2 separate regions of the Sus scrofa genome follow, and region 2 is linked to region 1. A link is a contact called in public HiChIP or PLAC-seq data. All regions are on one chromosome and are shown on one strand. The core of a region is the stretch at or near the end of the contact, and the rest is flanking DNA. Distances in the headings are between cores, read along the strand shown. Region 1 has its middle 68 kb from the start of ZNFX1. Region 2 has its middle 21 kb from the start of B4GALT5.

Region 1 (4,946 bases), core at 1,866-4,365:
TGCTCTGCCACTTCTGCATTGTGACATCTTATGCAAGTGATTTAAGTCAGTGCCTTGGTCCCCTCCAAGGTAAACTGGGGAGAGACACAGTCCCTTTTAGGGCTGCTGTGATGGTTAAGGGAGATAATATTCTTACCTCGCTTAGGATGTACCTTGCTTGTTTACTAGGTTCTAGAAATCAACTTACATCTGACCTTTCGGTTGCCTTCTTTCTGAGTAGTGGGAAATTTGGTCTCAGTGATTCTCAGGGGTCCCCACTTCCCTGACTTTTTTTTTTGTCTTTTTAGGGCTGCACTCATGGCATATGGAACTTCCTAGGGTAGGAGTCAAATCAGAGCTGCAGCTGCCAGCCTACACCACAGCCACAGCAACACCAGATCTGAGCCACGTCTTCACCCTACACCACAGCTCATGGCAACGCTGGATCCTTAACACACTGAGTGAGGCCAGGGATTGAACCCGCATCCTCATGGTTACTAGTTGTGTTCCTTACCACTGAACCACGATGGGAACTCCTCTCTGGCTTTTTCATTCACTTAACAAATATTTATTGAGCACCCAATCTGTGCAAGTCAATGTCCCAGGGGCTGGGAACACAACAGTGAAAAAAGCAGACAAAAATCTCTGCCTCGCCTGTGTAGCTGGAATTTTAGCAGGGTAGACATTAAATATGATAAAAAGTTCACACAACAGGCCAGTAGTTGAAGCTCGAATTCAAACCCAAGTCTCTCTGCCTCCTGAGCTTTTCTTCCATTCCACATTGTTGGGACTCTGGACAAGAGGGTCCTTGGAGATAATAGACAAAAGACCTGAGTCGCATTGTGGCCACTATTTTGCTGCGTGACCTTGGTCAAGTCCTTTTTCCAACATGACCTTCAGTTTCTCCATCTGTAAAATGGGGAACATAGTAGTGCCTACACCATCTGGTTGTCATGAAGCTTAAATGAAAAAACCCAGGTAAGTAAAGTGCTTAGGACAGGGCTGGGCAGGTAGCAGTGAACGTGAGTTTTATGATCACGGCTGATTTTTGGAGGAGAGGAAGGGGGTCTGTGGCTTCTTCCTTGCCTGCAGCCACCGTGCTCCGGGCCTCCCCACTGATCACAGCTTCCCAGCAGCCCTCAGGCGGCACCTTCATCCATCTCCTGATAGATGCGCAGACCTGGCTCGCTTACCCGGGAAGCAGGCACTTAAGGAGCTGCTTCCCCGGTTTCTCTTTTAATTTTCATTATATAAATTTCACATTTCCTGGAATAGAGATCTTGAACGGCTGGACTCATTTGGAAATCGAGTCAGCAAAGGCCTCATTTATATTAATGGGGCCGCTGGTCTGGGTCTCAGGCGGGCAGAGACAAGGATGGATGGTAGCAATTCCCAGCGGAGCTGCTCCAGGCTGAGCTCTCGGACACCGGCTTGGAGGAGCGAATGCCTCTGGGTTTAGCTGAGATGATTCCCGGTTTGGGAGAGGCTCCTGGATGCAAGGACTGTGCTGTTCCCTGACTTAAACCCCTCTGTGGCTGCCCACTGCTCTCTGAGTAATCCTGCTTGACCAAGTCCTATAAGTTGGGTCCCTGCTGATGCCTGCCACCTCCTATCTCCTACCCTTCCCCTCACTCATCCCTCTGCAGCCACGCTGGCCTCCTAAGCGTGTTCCTACCTCAGTGCCTTTGCACTTGCTATGCCTTCTGCCAGAAGAGCTCTCCCAGCTCTTCTGGTGACTTGCTCTGCCTGTCGGCCAGATCTTATCTCACAGTCACCACCTCTGGGGGGGTCTTCCCTGACTGCCTGTCTGGAGTGATACTCCCCAGTCAGCCTATATCACCACCTGTTCATTTTCTGCATAGCGCTGAGCAGTACATGTATCTTCTTGTTTACTAGTGTGTTTTTTCCACAATTAAAAAAAAAATTGGAGCAAAAAAGAACCTGCAGCTTCTGTCTTTCTCCGGGATCACTCACTTTGGGGGAAGCCCTCAGCCATGTCGTGAGGACACTCAAAAAATGCTGTGGAGAGATTCATGTGGGGAAAAAAACCAATGCCTCCTGCCAATAGCCCCACACACCTACCTGCCAGCTGCATGGGGGAGCCATCTAGGAAGAGGGTCCCCCAGCCCCAGTTTGGCCTTCGGAGGACTATGGCCCTGGCCAATATTTTGACTGCAGCCTCATGGGAGAGTCTGTTCTAGAACCAGGCAGCTAAATGACTCCCAAATCCCTAAGCCGCAGAAACTGGGTGAGATAATAAATGCTGTTCTAAGCTGCTAAGTGTTGGGGCAATTTGTTATGCAGCAACAAGTGACTCATACAGTTCCTCATCTGTAAAATAAGGATGATGCTAATTTCGCAGAATTGTTGTTGATGCTCGTTTTATAATACCCATGACGATAATTTCATAAGTTGACTTTTATAGAGTTGTGGCCAAGAATTAATTAGCAAGAGCATGTGAAGTGCTCACAAAAGTGCCTGGCCCACACAAATGGTCAGGAAGTGTTAACCTAGTATGAGTTTATGTTCTCTGAGATTTCTGGCATGAGGAGCTTGGCCTGGATGATAAATCTCCCTAGGCAGCATTTGAACTCAGATGCTTCGGACCCCGATGTTTCCCTTCTGAACCACTAGACTGAGCTGCAGCTTTAAATCCCTCCCAGACCCCAAAGCCCATCTTCTCCTTTGGCAATTTCCTGCTTATTAGTACAGGGTTAATTCCCAGCATATCTGATACCCGATCAGTTGTTCCCTCCTTTCCCATCGGCACAGGGTCAAACCCCTGCTCCCTTGGGAAACCAGAGAGTAGAGTCCCTTAGAGGTTTTGTTTTTCTGATTTCAACATCCTCTCCCAGACTCTCTCCTTTAACATCCAGGACTGATGATAAGAACACACCCACATATCCAGAAAAGCACAAAAATGCCCAGGCTTAGCTCCCTATAATGGCTCATCAGAGGCCATTTAATTAGCCTCAAACCTTTGCAGCCCAGGACCTCCAGACATGCCGCCAGCTGGCTCTTTACAAACAGCTTTGCTAATATTTGCTGTGGGGACATGTGGCCATCAGGAGGGGCATGTCCCCAGACAGGCGATGAGCTCAGGACATGGGCATTGCCACACCTGCTCTTCTCCCTGAGGACGGGGGAAGCAGCTGTGCAACTGCTGACAACACAGTGTCTGTTGAACTTGGGTCTTGTGTGTGTACTTGTGTGAGGGCAGAAGGGCAGATGGGGGCCAGACCAAGGCCAATGGGGCCCTGGAGGGAGGGACAAGGATGTTTGCACCTGCAATGTGGCAGTGGCTGCTGGACCTGCTTTCCATCATGCTGTTTCCTCTTCGATCCTGTGTTGCTGTGGCTGTGGTGTAGACCAGCAGCTGAAGCTCTGATTTAACCCCTAGCCCGGGAAATTCCATATGCCTCAGGTAGAGCCCTAAAAAACAAAATAAATAAACAAATATTTTAAAAAATATTTAAGTGCTAGTTGTGACTGATGAAATAGATTTCTATCTCCCCTAATGTAGGGATTTGTAACCTAGCTCTGCGAATTTGGATGGGGCAAAACTCTTTAGCTTTATTTTCACTGACCTCTAGCTGAAATGCAGCACTTCCTTCAGTTATGAATATAGGCAACAAATCTTAGTAGTATTAACAGTATTTGTGACATTGCCACTGAAAAACACCATGGATTATTTTGCATCCCATTATAGCTGTTGCAGATGCCTTGAAACAGTTTTTAAGTGCTCACTGCCTTAAAATTATGGTAGTTATTAGAATAGAATCCAACTCTCTACTCATACAATTCTGCCTCAGTCACCTCATCCGATTCTTGGCCCTGAGGCAATTAATGTATTCACTGTTGCTGCAGTGAATTAGCCATATTCTGCAGTTAGAGACACGGAGGCACAGAAGCTGAGACCTCCCTGATGACATGTAACCGCCAAGTAGAGGAGTCAGGATTTTGAACCCAGGCAGTCTGGCTCCAACCTTCACAAATCCTGCACTGCTGGTGACTTTTTCTTTCAACGCTTTAAATATTTCATTCCACTCTCTCCTCATTTGCATGGTTTCTGAGAAGGTGGATGTAATTCTTATCCTTGTTCCTCACTGGGTGAAGTGCTTTTTCCTTGGGCTTCTTTCAGGACTTCTTATTGATGATTCTCTACAGTTTGAAAATGACTCACCTGGGTGAAGTTTTGTTTGTCTGGGTTTTTTAGTTGTGGTATTTTTGTATTTACCCTACTTTGTGCTTCCTGGATCTGTGGTTTGGTGTCTGACGTTAATTTGTGGAAATTCTCAGTCATTATTTTTTCAAATATTTCTTTTGTTCCTTTCTCTCTTTCTCCTTTCTCAGGTGTTTCCATTATACATATGTTAAACCTTTTGTGGTTGCCCCATGGATCCTTGTATATTCTGTTTTTTTTTTTTCCCCCAGTCTTTGTTCTCTTTGCTTTTCAGCTTTTGAATTTCCACTCTGCTGGAGGGAGAAATTCACATTCTGTTGGAGGGATTAAACAGTAAACAAAATCAATAAAACAGAGTATGTCAGAAGGTGGTAACTTGTGGAGAACAATAAAGCAGAGAAGGGGATGGACTCTGAGGTGTGTGTCTGTGTGGAGGGATGTGGGGGAGGGTGTTACTATTAATAGGGAGAGAACCATGTGACCATCCTACAGAAGCTCTTCCAAGTCCAGGGGGGAGCCAGAGCAAAGGCCCTGGGGTGGAGTGTGCTTGGTGTGTTGGAAAACTGACCAGTGGTTAATGTGTCCGATAGGGAGTGAAGGAGGTAAAGAGTAATAGAAAGGTGGTCAGAGAGGGTGCAGGGATCTGGGAGGGGCCCAGAAAGGAGCAGTGTCATTTGATGAGCCCACAGTGGGCACGTCTGAGGAATAACAAGGAGGAATGTGACGATGGAGCATAGCGCCCTCCAGAAGAGCAGGAGGAGGTGGAACCAGAGAGGCAGGCAGG
Region 2 (4,983 bases), core at 1,844-4,343, 330 kb after region 1:
AATTAATTCCCACTTGGTCTAGGCCTACAGATTACATGCATGGACTCCTTTTAACAAGCAAAAGCCTTTACTTCTTCTGTTTCATGGTCTAATTGATATAAGCAACAGGTGCTGAAACCTGGTGGTTAAGACCCCTAGGTAAAGGCCCAGCCGCTCCACCTAACAATCAAGTGTTATTTATTATGTTGGAACCTCAGTTGTTTCATCTGTAAAATGGGGTTGATAAACTGTACTGACCTCCATAGAGCTGTCATGAGGATTAAGGAGTTAATCCACAGAAACGGTGCCTGCAGCATCGTCGAGCTCAGTGACTATTAGCTATTATTTTAGCTATTATTTTAAAGCGTCTGTCTGCACTACTATAACAAGAACTCTGTGTTGCTTTAACTTGGGTGTGTACAAGCAGCTCCCAGGAGAAGTTGGCTGGAGAGTCCAGCTGACCGCAGGGCATCTCCATGCCTCCCCCCTGCTCCTCCCCATCCTTCTCCTTTTCTCTGTCCTTGGGTTGTTGTGTCTGTTGCAACAGGGTCCTGCATGGTTTTACACGCTAACATTTCCAAAGGACTCCAGCGATCCATGGGCTTCCTGGACAGGTGAAGAGACTCATGAAAACATCCAACCACAGGATGGAGGGGCTGGTGGCGCCTCGGAGCCCCTATCTCACACACATGGAGATACAGAAATGGGGGACCAGAAAGCTTACATCACAAGGCATAGGGCCCAAGGGTTAAGGACAGAGTGGGGCAGGAATCCAGACTTCCTCTCTCCAGGGTTGAGGTACTTTTGTTTCCTTTCATAAAATTTTAATTACACAAGTAAGGCAGTCTCCTCATTTAAAAAAAAAATGCAGGTAAATGTAAAAAATGTCTTAATGATCACCCCAGGCCATCTGCCAACATTCTTTATCCACTGCACCTGCTCTATTTTTCACCAAAACATCAGTTTCCATTTGACATACCAGCCACTGGAATGAAAACTCCAAGAAGGCAGCTATGTCTTACTCAGGCTGTGGTGCCAGTGTGAGGGCAATGCCTGGCACAGAGTAAGTGCTTGATAAACATCTGCTAAAAGAATAAACGATAAGAATTCCCTTGTGGCTCAGCAGATTGAGGATCTGGTGTTGTCACTGCTGTGGCTCAGGTCACCACTGTGGCTTGGATTTGATCCCTGGCCTGGGAAGTTCTGCATCCCACAGGCATGGCCAGAAAAAAAAAAAAAAAAAAAAAGAATAAATGATACCCTGGCATCCTTGCTCCTTTCATGCCAAGGTAACTGCTGTTGTCGATTTCTCTTTTTCACCCATCTAGACCAGCACCATCCAACAGAATGTTCTGCAGTGAGGGGCGGGTCTATATTTGCACTGTCTAGTATACTAGCCACTAGCCACATGTGGCTATTGAGCACTTGAGTATGGCTGATGTCCCTGAGGAACTGAATTTTTTATTTTATTTTATTTTAATGAACTTACATTTAAATGTAAATAGCAACATGTGGCTAGTGACAACCATAATCAGGCAGCGCTGTCCTGGACATTTTCCCTATGCATTTACGTATGTTCCTGACTCACAGACTGTTTTGCATTTTTATGTTTTACATAAATATTCCCGTCCGTGTGTCCTTCAGCTTCTTGCTTTTTGTCACTGATCATTTTATATATATATATATATTTTTTTTTTTTTGTCTTTTTGTCTTTTTTTAGGGCCGCACCTGCAGCATATGGGGGATCCCAGGCTAGGGGTCTAATTGGAGCTGTAGTCGCTGGCCTACGCCACAGCCACAGCAATGCCAGATCCAAGCCACGTCTGCGACCTACACCACAGCTCATGGCAACACCGGATCCTTAACCCCCTGAGCGAGGCCAGGGATCGAACCTACAACCTCATGGTTCCTAGTCAGATTCGCTTCTGCTGTGCCATGACGGGAACTCCTGATCATTATATTTTGAGTCTTTTCACATCAGGCCACATAGATCTTCCCCTTTCTTTTTAACTGCTGTACAGAAACCCACAGTGCGGATATACTATAATTTGTTTAGCAACTGAGAGGTTTTGTTTAGTTTTCTTTTGCTTTTTTATGGTCGCATCTGCAGCATATGGAAGTTCCCAGGCTGGGGGTCAAATCGGAGCTGCAGCTGCCTGCCTACACCGCAGCCACAGAAACACCAGATCTGAGTCACATCTGCGACCTACACCACAGCTCACAGCAACGCCGGATCCTTAACCCACTAAGCGAGGGCAGGGATTGAACCTGCATCTTCATGGATACTAGTCAGATTCGTTTCTGCTGCACCACAATGGGAACTCCTGAGAGAGAGGTTTTTTGTGTTTTTTTTTTTTGCCATACCTGTGGCATGCAGAAGTTCTCAGGCCAGGGACTGAACCTGAGCCACAGCAGTGACAATGCCGAATCTTTAACTGCTAGGCCACCAAGGAACTCTGAGAGATATTTAAATGGCTTTCAACCTGCCACTGTGAAAAATCATGCCACAGTGAATGTTATTGTCTAATCTCCTTGGGCACAAACAGGAACTTTTCTCTCTAGTGGATATCAATAATAATAGTTACTATTATAATTATAGCGATAATTGTACTAAGCCCTTTGCATGTATTAACTGACTCAGTTCTTATTACAGTCTAATATGGGAGGTTTTATTGTTATCTCCATGCACAGGTATAGAAACTGAGGCACAGAGGGTTCAGTAATTTGCCCAAAATCACATAGCCGGTTAGTGGCAGAGCCAGAATTTGAACTCAGGCAGTTGCCTCCAGGGCTGTGTGTTCCATTTCAGTTTTCCAAGCGCCTGCCAAAATAATCCCACAGAGGGTAGAGGGGGCTCTACCATGGTCCATACAGACAGGGCCCTTCACCTGCAGGGCCGAGCTGCCACCTCAGGGATCTCTTTTCAGGGCCGAGAGCCTGGGCTTTTCTGTCTCGGGTAAGACACGCATCCCTGAAAATGTTGGGACTGGGCCAAGCTGCCATTTGGGTCTATCTAGGAAGCAATAAATACCTGCTGACACACCCTGCGTCTTGTCTCCTCCCCTTATAGGTCCCAGGTCTTCCTCCCTGACCGGCAGTGAGCTCAGAGTGGTATCAAGATGACAGTAAGAGAGGGAGAGTGAGAGCAGCAGGCGGACTTACGCAACCCGGTGGAAAGTGATACAGGCGGACTTGCTGACTGGAAACAAACAGAAAAGGAGCCAGGCAGAGCTTCCTGGAATCCAGGTCTAGGGGCTGCCAAAAAACGAGGCTCTTCTCTTCGGAACAATTGAATGTCACTGGGGTAACTGAACACTGCTGGCGAGAGAGGCCTCCTGCCCACAGCCTCACAGAGCAGCCTGTGTGAGCGAGGCCGGGCTCCAGAGGAAAAAAGGGCCTGGCGAGGTGCCCCGTGGGGCCATCTGAGGAGACACTGCCGTCCCTCATGCTGGACCAGCTTCAGCTGTAACTGGGCCGACAGGCCATAGGCTAGGGGATCCCCAGAGCGAGCCTCAAGCACAGCTAACGAGCACAGCTCTAGCCCAGTGGTCAGGCCCTGAACTCGGGAGGCAGGATGCTTGGGTTCCAAGATGAGCTTTTCCTGCTGCATAACCCTGGGCATAACCCTCTCATTCTTCTCCTTAAAAGAAAGGGTAGTGAAATGGGATGGTAGATCAAAATGTGATTCGTACAAAGGAGATAAAAATGTTATGACTCAAATAAGATACATTTAGTCACATTTACTTTCATGGTGATAGTTCTAGGCATGGTCTGTTTTAACTCATTTCATCTTTTTTGAGAATGCTCTGTAGTGAGGACAATTATTATACCCATTTTACAGAAAAGAAAAGTGAAGCCCTTAGGTGTCAAGTAAATTGACTAAGAGTGTATGCTTAGTAAACAGCAGAGTCAGGATTTGAACTCAAGAGAATCTGATTCCAGAGCCTATGACCTTAACCACTACCCTGTAATATATATAATTACAGCTTTTCTTTGCACTATTTTTTATATCATACTTGATTGGATCCCTGCTTGGGAACATTTAAGTTGTCTCCAGTTTTAACTCTCCATGTTGTCAAGCACATCTTCAGTTCTTAAAAATAAATCTTTGGGTGTTCCCATTGCAGCTCAGTGGCAATGAACCCGACGAGTATCCATGAGCACTCAGGTTTGATCGCTGGCCCCACTCAGTGGATTAAGGATCTGTCCTTGCCGTGAGCTGTGGTGTAGCTCACAGACATGGCTTGGATATGGCATTGCTATGGCTGTGGCTGTGGCTGTGGCCAGCAGCTGCAGCTCCAGTTCGACCCCTAGCCTGGGAATTTCCATATGTCACAGGTAAGGCCCTAAAAAGCAAAAAAAAAAAAAAAAAAAAAAAAGAAAGAAAGAAAGAAAGAAAAAAACGAACAAAAAAAAATAGAAATGTTGACAAATTCAGTTATTAAAGGGTTGGAAGGGATCTGGGACTCAGCATTTTGGAGCTTGAGGGACATTTAGAAATTCTCCTGCCTGCTTTCCTGCCACTGAGCAGCTCAGCCAGCCCAGCCTGGTGTTTCAGAGAATTTTCAGGAAACTTGCACCAGCTGTACCCCCTTGAAGTTTTTTTTGAATGTCTACTTCAAATGCATTAGGCTTCCTCCTCTTCAAAGACTGTACAAAATGCTGCTGGCAGGCTGACGGACCTCAAGGTGGTTTTGTCATCTGCTTTACAAGTTAGGAATCGGGATTTTTTTTTTTTCAAGGTCACGTAGTTAATTAGTGACAGGGTGGGAGTTGCCAAGGATTCTTCTGCCTGCTCCCATGCGCAGGGTTCGGCTCCTTCATGCTCCTGGTTGGCCAAGGTTCCTTATATCCTCCAAGGGGACTCCCTGGTTCTCAGAGTTAGTTCTGGGAGATTCCTTGAAAAAAATGATCTTGACGTCCACAGTCTACGTGTTTGGGGATTGCTGCGTTCTATAGTCCTCTCCTGGAGATTTACAGAGCATGTTAGCAGATTAAAGCCTC

What was found. HiChIP or PLAC-seq counts read pairs in DNA pulled down with a chosen protein or histone mark.
Region 2: an H3K27ac HiChIP or PLAC-seq map of skeletal muscle shows a contact between it and region 1. The contact joins two enhancer-like sites. A contact is called at or near these places in 1 of 47 Hi-C or Micro-C datasets (skeletal muscle) and 1 of 2 datasets of contacts at active chromatin or transcription factors (skeletal muscle).

The regions. Positions count from the first base shown.
Region 1 is chr17:51,024,461-51,029,406 of Sscrofa11.1, forward strand. No RefSeq gene overlaps it. Among named protein-coding and RNA genes, the nearest start is that of ZNFX1, 68 kb to the left of the region's middle. Within about 2 kb of position 3,116, at least 4 of the 83 cell types and tissues checked have an H3K27ac peak or open chromatin away from gene starts, as enhancers often do. A contact at or near this core is called in skeletal muscle, where this site is marked.
Region 2 is chr17:51,353,203-51,358,185 of Sscrofa11.1, forward strand. No RefSeq gene overlaps it. Among named protein-coding and RNA genes, the nearest start is that of B4GALT5, 21 kb to the left of the region's middle. Within about 2 kb of position 3,094, at least 40 of the 83 cell types and tissues checked have an H3K27ac peak or open chromatin away from gene starts, as enhancers often do. A contact at or near this core is called in skeletal muscle, where this site is marked.